Linked DNA regions of Gasterosteus aculeatus: region 2 is linked to region 1. A link is a contact called in public Hi-C data. All regions are on one chromosome and are shown on one strand. The core of a region is the stretch at or near the end of the contact, and the rest is flanking DNA. Distances in the headings are between cores, read along the strand shown.

Region 1 (7,444 bases), core at 4,357-6,856:
GTAGGGCTAGACTCCTTAAAGAATACAACTTAAAACAGGAAACCAGAGAGGAAAAAAAAACATAAACGTGTATAAAAATGAGGCGTCCATATAAGAAAGGCTACAAAAACCTCCACTGGCCCTCTGGCATCGGCATACAGCAAAAGGCACCACAATATTACTCTATTTTTTAACGTTGTGAAAAAACTGGCACATCTTTTTATGCTGTAAATCAAAATGTACATATAAATAGAGTTTTCCCTATAAAAAAGTCTTTGCTGTTAACTAGTAGACAACTTTTGCTAAAATGAAAATAAATATTTCATTTGTTTAGAATATCTGTCAGTTATATAAAATAAAAATATTTCTTATAGATGCAGGTCTATACGATATTGATTTTTCTTGGTTCATTTTCACTCTTTAATGGGGTGTATTGTCCGGTTTGGAGCGTGAGTGTGTAAGTCTCGTATGCATGTTTCCATGCCCACTGTGCCGCCCCGACGAGTGAGAAGTCCGACTGTCCACCGGCCTGTAGATGGTGGAGGGCTCGGCGTTCATATTCTGCATACTGAGGAAGGGCGTGCTCTCACCGTCCTCCTCCGACTCGCTATCTGTTAGGCAGCTCCTGGACCCATAGTCCCGAGAGGCCTCATATCCACGCGGGGCCACATGGCCATTTAGTCTGGACCTCTGCCAGCGCCGGTTACCAGTCCCACTGGACCCACTTCTCTTTGGTTGCTCCCGAGAGGAGAGATACTCCTGGGTGGTCTCATAGTCTTCTTCTTTAGCCAGCCGGTAGGGGCTGGAGGGCAGGCTGCCCCTGCTGTCATTTAGATAGGTACGACGCTGTTGCCGGTACGGCTCCTGGCACTGGGCGTCGTGTAGGGGCACCTGATAGCGGCGCAACAGAGGCTGGTCATCCTCAAGAGGGTAGGGGTTGTGGACAGCAGGAGGGAGAGACATGGCATGGCTGGCATTGGGGCATGTGATCTGGAAGGTAGGCACCTGCGAGGGCAATGAGTAATGGAAATCCACCGGGGAGAGGCGGGCTGGCGTCGTCAGGGCCGACACGTATCTGTGGAGGATACAGAGGGGAGTCTGTGGTTAAGCAAAGAAGAGCAAATGACAGAAGTGAAAAAGACTGAATGAACACTGCACCTCCGGCTACTAGAAGGCTGTAAATGTGCACTAAGGAGAAAAGTATTCTCCAAACATAGATTTGATGTGGATTTGTCCTCTAGCTGAAGTAGTGTCTGGTAGCTCTCCCAGTATAGTGGCACTACTTTTAAGAATTGTCATACTTTCAAGTTAAATGTGATGAAAGTTCTATTTTTGAGATCTTCTTTCACAGGCAGAAAGGGAGAAATGACCTGGGAAAAAATGTGCTGGTAGTGCGCAAGATTGATTTCTTCCTGTCTGCTGAACGGAAATCTGTGTAATGTGGCATCCCCCAGGGATCCATTTTGGATCCACTTCTATTCTTAATATCCATGGGTTTTATGAAACGTGGGTGTCTATCGGTTGATGCTGATGATTTGCAGAAGTCAGAGTCAGAATCCAGAGACCAATTGGACAAAATGTAGAGAATTAGAGTATTACTTAGAATCACAACTTACTTAGTAGACTGACAGGAACCTGAGCCTCACACTCACTAACAATGCTCGCCCTTTTTCCATCCCGCCCACATCTTGGTTTTAACCCGAGCTTCCCAGTTTCTAACAGTTGGTTTTCCTGAGGTCGTAATAGAGAAACATAACCAACTAAACATTAACGCATAAACACTTCTGAAAAGCAACTCCTAATTCACACATCACTGATTGCGGAGGAGAATGTTTGCATCGACTGCTCGCTGCATTAAGAAACGACAACATGCCGTGTGAGAGTCAAGCCTGAGGCATTCCCACAGCACTGCTGATACAGCTGTGGCAAAAGCTGTCGCCATGATGGAAGAGGCGCTTCTAACCTGGAATGACTCAAAGGGGTTGTTGGTTATGCAATCTGGCTCTATATAACAACTTATATGGGAAGGGTCTATCCGTGCATAAATCAGCGCTGTGTGCTGACATCCTTGGTGCCTTAGAGCTCTGGTCAGTCGTTTAACGCGCTGATCCTTTTCTTTAGTTGCCAGCACTGCATAAACTTCCTGTAAAGCATATTATATTTATACCATTTCTGTTGGACACGGTCCGTCACACAGTCAGTAATTTAGGGTTAATAGTGATTCCAGAGATTTAAAACAAAGTTGAACGTGGGCCTCTGTACAAGCGGCGATAGGTGGAAAGGTCAGGGCAACCTCATCCATAGCAACCTTTAGCATGCTTTTTCAAATCTTAAACACAGGACGTTCCATAACAAGGTCAACAAAGACAGACCCTCCCCCGGCCCACACACTGAAAATGTATGCACCTTGAGTAAAACTACCAAACCAACTGTTTGAGATAAAACAGTCTCTGGACGACCCAGAGAATAGAACCTCACTTGGTTCCATCGGGGGATTGAGAGGGAGCGCTAAGAAATCGCATTTGCAAACTGGCCGTGGGATAATGTTACAGTAACTGAATGAGTTCCCGTTGAAAAGTGCTGTCCTGGCTCATTATCCCTGTCAGTTATTACTGATCTGTGTGTGTGTGTGTGTGTGTCTCGGAGCACCGCGACCGGTCGAGACAGAAGCAGCAGAGCCTCACCTGTCGCTGTGCGGAGAGTCTCCCAGCGAGTCAAAGGAGTCTCCGTACTGCAGGCCCGGCCGACGTGGGTCAGAATAGCCACAGTGTGCGGCGCGCCGGGCCCGCGCCTCCATGCACGCAGGACTGCTGCATTTACTGGTCCCCACGGATGATGACATCATACCCGGCGAGTCAGAGAGGATGCTGTCAGAATGTTCCAGGCTCCATGTCCGTTCCTCGTGTCTGAAAATTAAAAAAAAAAAAAGGTGGTAAGACGCACATCGTGTCCCAGAGTGATTCCGTTAAATGAAGGACGTCTTTTTGATAAAAGCAATCCCTGCACTTGTTTCCATAGTGTGATAAAGAGACAGAAAGAGGTTTAGACGCATCCTTACCGGTGAGTTGATGAGTGGGCTCGTGTGGAAGAGTTGTGGGATCTGGAAGAGGCGTGGCTGGCTGGGAACGATCCCTCCGTTGGATGTCGTGTGACTCGCTCAGTCGCAGGGAGATTCTTTGATATGTACTGTGTCGGGAAAAATGGATTTGGCAGACGGAAAAAAAAGCGCTTTGATTATATAACAAAGCCTATAACCATTTGGTGTACATCTGTGAGTGTGCACTTTAATATTCTAAGGAATCTTTTCAGAAACTCACGTCGACCATAGGGATTTCCTCTGGGCCTGGTCCTGGGTGATTGGGTCCGTTAGCAAGGTTACGATTGGGATGTTCTGGACACATGTTTTGTCGCAGATGATTGTGCATCTTCTTTCTCTGTTTCCTGTTGAAACAAAATTTCCTTTCACTCTTTTTGTATTTAGGTGCCTTAAGTCATAATTTCTTTCCTTGAAGTGAAAGGTAAACTATTCAAAAAGTAGAATTATAGTATATTATAATTATAGTATTATAAAACAATGTATTATCTATTATGAAAACCAATGCTGCGTGTTGCAAACAGTGCAAAAACAGCTTGTTTATACGTTTTCGTCTTGATAAAACGCATATTGAGCAGGACTTACTTGGTTTTACAGTAGGCCACCACACACACGATGCCGACCACCAGCAGCGCCACACAAATACCCGTGATTGTCAGGACTCTTTTCTGGTAGAGCTCCTCTGCCTCTGTCAACACCGCACCCACAAACACACACACACACACACACACACACACACCACAAGCACACAGTGGGAAAATAACAGGGAAAGAAATTAGTTTCTTAAAGGTGCAGGTTTGTTTCGGTCTGTAAATCTGCATTATCTTTCTGTTTTGAATAATCCCAAGTAGTATGAAGCTTCTTCGGCCCTACGCTAAAAACTCTCCTCAAGGTCAAACCTTTCCCCAAAAATAGTTACAAATACCAAAAATGCAGTTACAGCCCGTGCAGCATTAAGGCTGCATGGCTGGGGAAGAGGCTCAGCAAGAGTTGGGCTGATCTAGTCAGTAACAATCAAAAAAAGAAGTAGTTTTTAATTCAATATGACACTTTCAAAGTCTGGGACCCTTGTGGATCAATCAAATTAGGAACAGCAAAGCGTGCAGTATAACACTAATGCACACGCCATTTGAAATGTCCAATGTTGACTTGATTTGGATTTACATTTACTAGAAGTCTTCATCTGCTCGGGCATTCGGTGAACACAATGATTAGAACTTATATTTCAGTAATGAATGATACAAGTGCTTTAACATGAAATTAAAGTAAATATTAGAGTAGAGAAATGTTGACTGAAGCATTTTCCTTGACCAGAGAAGAGCTCGTGTGAGGGTGAGGCAGACTGATGATGGATCAAAGAGGTAAGGGGTTCCTAATATTATTGGTATAACTCTTTTTACATCGGCATACCAAATTGTGTCAAGTTTCTGACACTGTAAATAAATTATATTCATAAACTGTATTTAAATCCACTCGTACAAATGCATGACCTGGGAAATTACGTCTTTAGGATTTATTCCTCACTCTCAACCACGAAAGCACGTCTCTGGAAAAGGTAGCAGGAGAAACAGGAGCCAACAATGAAGGAGGATGGAAATAGCGTCAGATTAGAAAGATAGACCTTCTAATTATAGCATTGCATGCTCACATCACAGCATCTACTTCTTGAAGGATAATTCAAACCACTAACAAGTGTTATATCTCACACTCCAAAGTTACATTTTGCAATTCTAACGACGGGGTGAAAGCGAGAAACAAAATCACACATGAAGAAAAGTAAAGAGATGGTATTTCAAAAGGAAAAGACTAGTAGGAATGAGACTAAAAAGGGTCGTAACAGAGTTGACAGTTGGGAAGAGGCATCAGGTAGCTACGAAGACGATACACGATGCTTGTTACAGACGCAATAACAAACCGAAAAATCAGTCCAAAAAGAAAGATATTCTACCGTAAGTGAGAGGGAATCTCTGTTAATAGCTCTACGTTTCCATTGCACATGTATGAGGGGTGTAGGCGATCACATCCGTGTTAATAATGATGGATGAGGAGCATTGGCATCGGCTGAGGGTTTGTCGTCACAATGAGTTATGATACGATCGGCTGAGATGATATGATCAACAGTTCACACCACAGACGGAAGGGGGGCAAGTCAAAACGAAGGACTATCTATTTATTCGCTATGCTAGGCCTGAGAAGGAAAAAGGGATCGTTCCATACCCATAAATTCAATTCCAAGATGCTCTGGCATTGCAGAGGGTTGACAGTTGGAAGAAGAAAACAAAAAAAACAAAAAAAGAAAAGAAAAAAGACCAGGTTAAGAGAGTGGCACCTTCTAACATAAAGTGGAGCAAACAATAATAGGCTTTACGGCACACTGAGACAACAAACGCTTAATTGTTAGTAATTGTCAGCTGTCAGTAAAGACGAGTACACACCTGCAGCATGCAACACACACTTCAAACCACACAACACAGACCTACACGACGGAAATGTATTTTGGCCCGGGGCGTTCTTCCTGCGTGCAGTTTCTCCCTACTGTCTCAACACAGCGCCTTGGTGTGGTCGCTTTCACCGTAATTCCTCAAGTGATTGAGTTTCAGGTTTGTAGAGAAAACAAATAAAAACTCTGGAGGATAATATTAGGCACAAAGCCATGATCATTATGTATGGGGGGGGGGGGGGGGAATGAGTCATGTGCAGAGATTACTTATGTTTTCCGCTTTCTAAAAACACTACACTGTCTGTTCCCGAACACACCCATCACATGAACAGGCAAGTTAGAAGGAGTGTATTTTTCATTCACCCTGGATCTGATAGTTAGACTTTATATTATATAACAGTGAGGACAAAGGCAGCCTGCACCATCCAGCTGAGGGCACAGCACACTTTCTTTTACGTGAGTTGAAGCGAGGCAAGATGCTCTTTTAAAGCCAAACCCTGATGGCTGAGGAGGAGAAGACATCCTCTTTGGTACCTCCTGGGGATGGGAGGAGCCCCTCCACGAGAGAGGGGAGGGGGGGGGGGGTCTTTAAGTGTATGGGAGTGTGTGCGTGTATATCTGCTCTTTAAGAGAGAATTATTCTCCTTAACTGTTGTGAAATACGTTTGGCCATTAGCGATGGCCGTGTACTTTTCCAAAAAATAAACCTCACTTTAAAGCCTACATCCTGTTTAACTGTTGCTTTCATAAACCAATTTCTGACTATTTATGGACCAATTAAATGATATTAAATCATACACTTTGACAGGTTGACTGCTTTGGTGATGCCTAAAATGAAACATTACACACAGGTTCTTGATAGATCTTGGACATCAGATCTGACTGTTTTTCCCTCAGTTCTTTCATATCTTTTTAACAGGAGCAGTATGCACAATTTGGAAGCAACCGCTCTCCCTCGTAATTCGTCACGCCTAAGCTTGGTCAGGGAACGGGGAATCTCGATTCGCCTGCAACCAACCACAACGCAGAAACAACCGCGCCCTCACTGCACGCGCTCAGAGAAACTGACTGATTTTCCACAAATACACAAAAACGCAAACGGTCCAACCCAGAGCCGGTGTTTGGTTTGTCCTTTCTGGGCTCCTGTAGAACGGCAGCAGCTTATTCCAAAGGGATGACTCTTGCTTTTCACATTAATATATACACATTAGGCCTAGGTCATTGACGCAGTCGCACTGAAGTTACACACGTCACACCCACACGTCATTTCAGCACTGTGTCTTACGACTTAATGTCAGATGAAATGACTTGCAGTTAGGATGGAGTTGTTTTATCCTCATTGTACTCTGAGCCAACCTACAACAGGCAGTGAACGTGAGCTTTACAAGTCACACCACCGGGATGTGAGACTGCGTTACCTCGGGCAACTCCAAAAGCAGAGGCAGATACTAATTCAACTGTGATGTTACAGTGAATGGAAGCCTCATGGGCTTACAAAATACAGGCTTTGTATTCAATTCTATGTTATTTCTTTTCATTAACGTTATTATTATCATTCAGAGAGTGAGAGAGACGTTAAACCTTTTCCGGTCACCGCTTTCAATATCACATGAGAAACTTTACGTTCTCAGCACGTTGGGTAACAGTGGCTGGTTTCCAAATCTGACAACCTTTGAGACAAGATCTATCAAGCCGCAGTTCTTCACAAAGCTTCATCTACAATGGTGGTATAATTTTACAGTTGATGGATGGGTTTTCTGCTGTTGCCGTGTTAATGGGTGCCTGCTTGGCTTCTCTTACCCCAGCCAAGGCTCTTTGTCTCTGTCACGGCACTCTAGAGCGCCACATGCAACACTTTGCTGAGGACATCTGCTGCCAGAGCACCATTTTACATACAAAGTTAGCAACAAATACCTTTTGCAGAATGCTTT
Region 2 (7,408 bases), core at 404-2,903, 42 kb after region 1:
CGGGTCACTGTGGGTGTCATATAGCTGGTCATCCCGTAGCGGGATGACGATCAATCAAAATGTGTCTAAATAATCCATGTACGTACTGTAAATATCCAGGAATGTGTGGGTCGGGTTGTTTACAAGTAATTCAGTGAGTCAGCAGTGTCATAATCTTTTATCAGCTCCTCCTCTGCCTTGCGTCAAGGAAGGTATCACTCAATCGCTCAACTATGGAAGCACGTTTTCTCTCAACTATACGATAAAACAAAGCTCTGGCTCATAGTCGGAGGCCGCTTCACTGTTGAGGGAAACATCATTCTGACTTGGTCCACTTCCAAAACGCTGCAAACAAGCCATTCCGTTCTGTTTAAAGTATTTTCATGTTAAGACACACATATCAATCCACACCTACAGCATACCTGAGGAACAAACCTTGTCTCAGGATATGCGCTGTGTGTGTGTGGGGGGAAACATGGCTGGACACGTCCCTTAAACACACCAGGAGGCGCCCAGCGGGAGTGCCGGCAGCCCCTCTTTTCAACACTTCGGCACGCCGCACACAAACACAGTTGCCCTTCCCATGGTCCTTTTGTTCCCTATCGTTTCGTTGAAGTTCCTGTCATGGACACTGTCAGCTCTCTCTGGACATTTATAAAAGACAGTTATATATTTGACTTTTGGACGAACGCGCACTATTTCTTTGAGGATTACGTGGCGCTGATCGTGTTTTGAGACACTCAAAAGTAACTAAGGGAAACGTGCATATGCTTGCCGACACAGAATTATAAGCAAAAGCATAGAAATTTAGGTAATTACCCGACGAAAAACACACCCAAGCACTGGCAAGGCATCACAGACGTGGAAAGAAAAGGTTCTTCTTTACTTTTGGTTCTCTCTGAAGATATACTCGATGCCGATGCCGACAAATTGAAATGAAAGAGACCATTTCTAGTTCATAAAAGCATTGTTAAGGTAGAACATGTGGGTAAACGTTTTTTTGACAGCATGCCAGTTGCAATAAATTCTCAGTGGTTTCAGATGTTCTAATCATGACGTCAACATAACATTCTCAAATCTACCAATAAAACCAGGAGTTGACACTGTGAAGAAGTGGCCCTGGGGGCCTACGGGGGAGATGGATGCCAGAGAAGGTGAGTCTGCAGTGAAAAGGTTATCTCCTGCACCGTCCTTCGGTGTCTCGTCCCGCGACTCAACCGGACACCTCAGTGAAGGAGCCGCTGCAGCAAGGACGCCCAAACGAGCAGAAGACGAGCGGGTTTCACGCATAAATCAATTGCAACAGCATCGCCGAACACAACAAGATGCACGTCAGAAATGTAGACACGCATACTGCAGAATTGCTCCAGCTTTAACCTGTGTCCTTCATCAACAACTTTACGATTTTTGCCCCATAAATAATCTTCAGCGGTGCATGACAATGACGACGTTAAGCAGTTTAGTCAAACCTTTGACAACCTGCGTTTGAGGATCGCGGTCAACATCTATAAACCACTTTGTGGAATATTACGGAATGTGTTTATTGTAGCGCTGCGCCCACGGCTAGAAAGATCCACAGGTGAAGAAGAAAATCGAAGACGGTGAAGAAGACACAAGAAAATGTGTGCCCGCCAGCTGCACCCTCGCTCCTGGGGAGGAGCAATGGTAGGTTACCTCCACACAACATTCCAAAACTGTGTTGATCTCAACACTTGTGTGATCTTGACACTCCTAAGCCTGGTGTTAGCGGCAATTATACGGTTCATAAAAAGTATCTGTCAATTGTGCATCTGAGCTGGTGTCAGTATGAGAAATGACTAGTGTGTGAATCGGGTACTAGATTTATGCAGTTGACATGGATTGATCCGGTTCCCGGACTGATCGGGGTTAATAACGGCGCAGTGACTAGACCAAAGCCTGCGCATGGAAAAATGTAAATAAATGGCCCTGAAAGAAATGATGGGTCACATATATCTAGAACACATTTAGAGCATAAAAACAATTATTATATTTTGAATAGAAACACATTCCTGACCAGAAGAAATGGGAAATAACGTTGTATGAATGGGAGAGAATGATGGATCATTTTTTTATGGTTGCAAAATGACAAATTCATGGTCATGCTTTTTTTCTGTACATCTAAAAGTACGATTAATTCCCTTACGATTCGACTGTAAGGGGTTAATTTTGTCAACAAGCTTTAATGCTGTGCACAGAAAAAAAAACATTTTAAATATTTAATTACATGCACTGGCTGCAGCCTGTAAAAGAAAAGTATTGCAGCCCAAGATAGCTGCAAATTACTGAATGATTCAAAAGGCAGAGTAAACTTCCACTGCCTTCACGAGGCGGAGGGATGCAACGTCGTAAAGAACAGGCCAATACGAACAGTCGTATCAGGTGGGAGAAATTACAAAAAGCCCATTATAAAGCAGGTTTGTGTTGCATGTTTACGCATTTTGCCATTCATCTAGAGGGATATTTTTGTTCAATGTTAACTGGGATTTTTTTTCGTTGAACATCCAGCGTGGTTAGTTCAGTCAAAAGAGCACACAGGCTCCCAAGTATTAAAAGCACAGCAGTAACATTAGAAAGATGGCTTCCTTTTGTGAACCGAGTCCGATCCCAGTGGCAGTGACTTTCACAGCCGTTATCCTGTGCAGATCTCACAGGGGGGCTGTGGGCTTTTGAGTGTTTTTGACACAGCTCCAGACGCAGGGGCAGGGAGTCTAACAACTGCAGCGGCTTTCCCAACGGACGAGTCCCTGTTAACTTTTCGGTGTTTCTCCCGCTTCCTGATCATATACTGCCTCATTGTGGTGAACCCAACATTCTTCAGTGGGCTGGAAAGTGGAGCCCTAATTGTCGAAAAGGCCGAGGGAGAGGGTGTGAACTGTGATCAGAGGCTACAGCCAAATAACGTAACGAGTAATGTTTTGTTTGGTCAGACATTCAACGCAATTTCTTCTTTGTCAACATTGATAGCGTTAATAGTTAGTAAATAGAGGAGTGGTTAGTCAGGACAGCGTCCACAATCTAAACAAAACTATGTGAAGGATTAATGGAAAAATGTTAGTTCTGCAACTAACAAAATATATATTTGTCCTGTGTAATTTTAGTAACATGGTACAATAATGCCTATGAGATGTTTATATGAGCGGTTTTCATATCCCCACAAAAGGTAGTGCTTAAAGTCCACAAAAAAGTTTCTTAATACAAGGTATAATTCTTCATTCAGGCCTCGTGGATGCAGCTTTGGAATCACATGCAAATGGCAAATGATCTCATGGCATAATACTAATACAATTAGAGAAATAGCAAATGATCTTATGGCATTGAACTGATAACATTAGAAAAATCCAAATGCAAAATCCAAATTCTGTTTTGCTGCTTCAAAAGCAGCTTTCATCCCATTTTATGAAGTTAAACCAGAGATTATGGAGATTATTGGTTGTGACACTATGTACTAACTGTAAAACTAATCTGCATTCTAACCACCAGCCGACCCGACGGCTGTCTGATTTCCGCCAGCTGTTTGCAAGCTGTAACCAACAAACACTACTGTAGATGATACAGACGATGGTGTAATATACAAAGCACTGTTTCTGTAATCAAACACAGAAAATGATGATGTTTCTTGTAATGAGGCTGTATGTGGCCTTGGTTAATACAGGATAAGCAGTAAGTAAGATCATGGCTCCCTTGTCGTTGATATGTTCAGACTCTTACCTCACCGCTCCCCAAGAACTGACAAATATTTTAAGTTAAAAAAACGTAAATAAAAATAGTAAAAAATGTCAAAGCTTCAACTGCATGGCATTGCAGACTTCATTGTTCAATTGAGTCTTCATTGAGAGTAATCCCATTGTTCTCCATGAACCCAGGCATAGTTCTGCATTACAGCGTCCATTCGTAATCATCCAAAGCATGGAGTGTGTGAAGTAAAGGGGCACGTTAGACGGGAAAAGTGCGTTGAACATGTCTGCCACAGTGGAGTGGTTAAACCCCTCACGTAGAGCTGAACTCACGTTAAACCCCTCACAACGACTGGTAGTGTTGAAGTTGGTAGGTGGTGAAGCTGATTAAGGGAGAATTAGAAAGTGATGACAACTTAGTTCTGCGCCGTAATCAGAGCTTTTGCAAGCAAACAGTCTTATTTTCATCAGACGGGGATCTTTCTTGTGGTTGTTGCATGTAGAGTATAACCTGAGGTCTACTGCAGTCTAGTCTATAGGTTGTATCTAAAACACAATCTTTTCACTTTCCATTATGTCATTGTTTAGGAATGCAATCTGGAAAATCTCTACAAATCTCCTGTTGGAATTCCAGAACCTTTTGTTGTACGGCTCCATGAACTTTGGAGCAGTACAATACAATAACATTACAATAGGAATAAAAAAGGAATTAAACTGATTACAATCATATCAATCAAATACAACATTATCTGTTTGAGACACTAGCAGTACGAGAAGATGAATTTTATGTTTTAACATGAGCCTGTGTTTGCATAAATTTGTTGTGATCTACCTCCATCAAAAGATAATTTCCTTGTCATGGGGGTAAAAGGATACAGAGGACCCCTGCCTAAGGCCAAAAGGGTATATGCAAAGGTCTAAAGCTGACCCCGCAAAGCAGAATTCACTTACTGACTGTATCACTTATGCCACAAGTTGTATGTAGTCAGATGATAAATAGTTAGTGGTCAATAGTGTGCACAACACACTTATCTTATCGCTTATATATTCAAAGATTCAAAAGGAAACCGCTGTCTGACTTTGTAAATAGTAATAATCTCTAAAAGAGAAAAGCCAATGCACAGCGACAACAATAAAAATAAAGTAGCAGTGAGGGCATTGGTCAAATATTTAGCCCAAATACATTTGCGAAGCATCACCTGGTGTGACAGGCAAACGGATGTGGCAAAGGTGAGAGGTTGGGCTTTTAAATAAAACCTGCAGCAGTCGGGTCAATTTGAAGCTAGAGGAAGGAATCTGGTATCAAACAAAACGACCTGAGTGGGTATGAATGAGGGGAGCAATTTGCAAGATTTAGTCCCCCTGTCCTCAATTCCTAATGGCTGGCCTGCCAGGCAGCTGCTCTTACAAAAAAAAGGTTAAATCAATTGAATTACCCGAACATTAAGCCACTTTGCCTTCACCAAATGGGAGACAGACAAAGATAACGACTAATCAGTTAATGCAAAACCCCCTCGCGAGCTGAAGCCCAAATGCAGAACTTGGTAGAGAGCAAAAGAAACACTCAAAGAGATTTAATTTTGGACTTACATTCATAAAGAGACCAGAAACAAGACTCCAAATGAAGGCTAATGCTGACTTGTGTTCGCTGATTATATTAGGGAAATGCTTTCCAACACATATCTAAAGCTAACCTTTATTTGTGCCCCTTCCAAACTATTGGTATTAATCACATTTCTACATCTAACACTGCCGTTTTTGGACTTCGCTTTGACGTGCCGGCTTTAATATTAAGAAAAGCACACTGTTAGGTTGGCCCATAAAGAAAGAAACATTGGTTAGCCTGGACCAAGCTCATTACTCGTACTGATCACATCGATGGTATTTATGGACTCAGTTTTATATGCCACAGATGTCTTAAACTTCTGCCTAATTACATTTTAAAAATCCATTGAAAGTGAACAAAGGGGTTTACTGCGATCCATTGTATTTTTACACACAAACGTAGGTATTAGGTAATGCCGGCAAAATATTTTAGTTGGAGTGGTAGTAAAGTGAGAGACAGTTTAACTACAGACCAGATCCTCTTAACAATACAACCACCTGATAATTGCAGGGCCGTATTGGTTTTGACTGTACAGCAGCAGTAGATAACGCACATATAAGCACAGTGGACAGCATCTCCTCACAAAACTAAACAACAGAACTGTACAACAAGCTTCAACATGCTATTTTAATATATTAAGACAAATAATTATACTTTAGCTCCAGATAAATCCAACTGGCAGATGAACATATTAACAGTATGGTTAACTTCCAACAATTAACGGAAAAATGTGGCATCCTACGCATTATTGTTCAAATACATTTCAAATACATCCAAATTAGACATTAGGTTAAGGAATTAAGGCCTTTTCCCTGCAGTCCCAAAAACAATCTTCTTTTGAAACATACCTATATGATGGGTTAAGTTTAGGAATAGTATAATGTTTGATAAAATGTAAACCATATAAAATAAGTGCAGAAAACAAACAGCTGGTCAGCAGGTTGTCCGATGTTTGTTTCAGCCCTTCCTGTATTTTTTTCTATTTCTATTTATACACTTACATACTTACATTTTACAACCGCCTACAGATTACATGAAACTGACAACAACACTTCCAATAGCTGTAAGTGATGCATAAAGACAAAAGGAGATCTACTACATGACCCAAATCGCCCAATCATGAGTTATGTAAAAATAGTACTCCATTCATCTCAAAGATAACATGCTTTGGAAATTGGGCAGGACCCCAAACTGTGGATATTGTGGATCATAAACTTTCACCACCTGTAAACAACTGGATTGTGTTTATTTATTCATGTCACAAATAACTTGTAGATGAAACAATGATTGAGTTGATTTTTCCTGTCTTTAATTAGCCTTTTTTTCTGGTACGTTTATGTCTATTTTTGTTTTTATTTAATATGAGCACCAATGAACATATTTCAAACTCACTATACATTGAGCATTATTATTTCCTTTTTGTAATGAATCTCAACAAGATGAGAATTAAAAAAATAAGACATTTTTCAATGGACCACGAAGCCTAGAATGAGACATGAGATTGAAAGACTGACTGATTGGGGCAAATTACGAGAGGAAAATGTGAGGCCAATTACTGAAATTGTTCGTGCCCTTTCAATTTCATATGAAACAAATAGAGGAAACTGCGATGCAAAGTAGAGCGAGTAAGCTGAGACCAGGGACAAAGGTCCACATAAAGAACTCTGTGGTCTACAATAGGACCACAGAGTAGTGATACGAGTGTGCGTCCACAGCAACAGTGTTACATTTGTCTACTTCAGGGGCATAAATGGCCCTAATGAGCAATAAATAAATCTGCAGAGTGAGAAGTATGAAGGCTGTTTTAGGGCAATGTGTTACTCCTCCACTCAGATTAGCTTTTTTTCTCCGTGCACATGTGTTTGCACTGACAGAATGGTACCACTTGTCTGCACACACCCCCACACACAACATGCAAATATGTTGGTCTCTTCCATGAGGTCTGTGGATAGACAGAGACCTTAGAAACGTACCTATCATTGGTGCATCAACAGCTACAGATGACAATCCAAAGTGTGCACTGAAGAATGGGGCCACGTAACAGCCTTTAAGGTGGCTGTAAATCGGACCTCATAAAGTCCACACTCATTCTTTAAAACAAATATTTAAAAAATACATGCACCTGGAT

What was found. Hi-C and Micro-C count contacts between places; a contact is called where the count stands out from the background.
Region 2: a contact with region 1 is called in a Hi-C map of tail fin, with 1.7 times the contacts expected there. The contact joins two enhancer-like sites. A contact is called at or near these places in 2 of 6 Hi-C or Micro-C datasets (tail fin and whole body).

What each region holds. Positions count from the first base shown.
Region 1 is chr7:25,671,280-25,678,723 of fGasAcu3.hap1.1, forward strand. nrg2a (neuregulin 2a) reads right to left here. Exons shown (of 11, transcript XM_040179856.2): 6 at 5,291-5,314; 7 at 3,659-3,761; 8 at 3,297-3,420; 9 at 3,038-3,165; 10 at 2,664-2,885; 11 at 1-1,054. The coding sequence ends at 400. Among protein-coding and RNA genes, the nearest start is that of slc22a6l, 11 kb to the left of the region's middle. Within about 2 kb of position 5,607, at least 2 of the 9 cell types and tissues checked have open chromatin away from gene starts, as enhancers often do.
Region 2 is chr7:25,716,853-25,724,260 of fGasAcu3.hap1.1, forward strand. The region is part of intron 1 of nrg2a (neuregulin 2a); the gene reads right to left. Among protein-coding and RNA genes, the nearest start is that of nrg2a, 7.1 kb to the right of the region's middle. Within about 2 kb of position 1,654, at least 2 of the 9 cell types and tissues checked have open chromatin away from gene starts, as enhancers often do.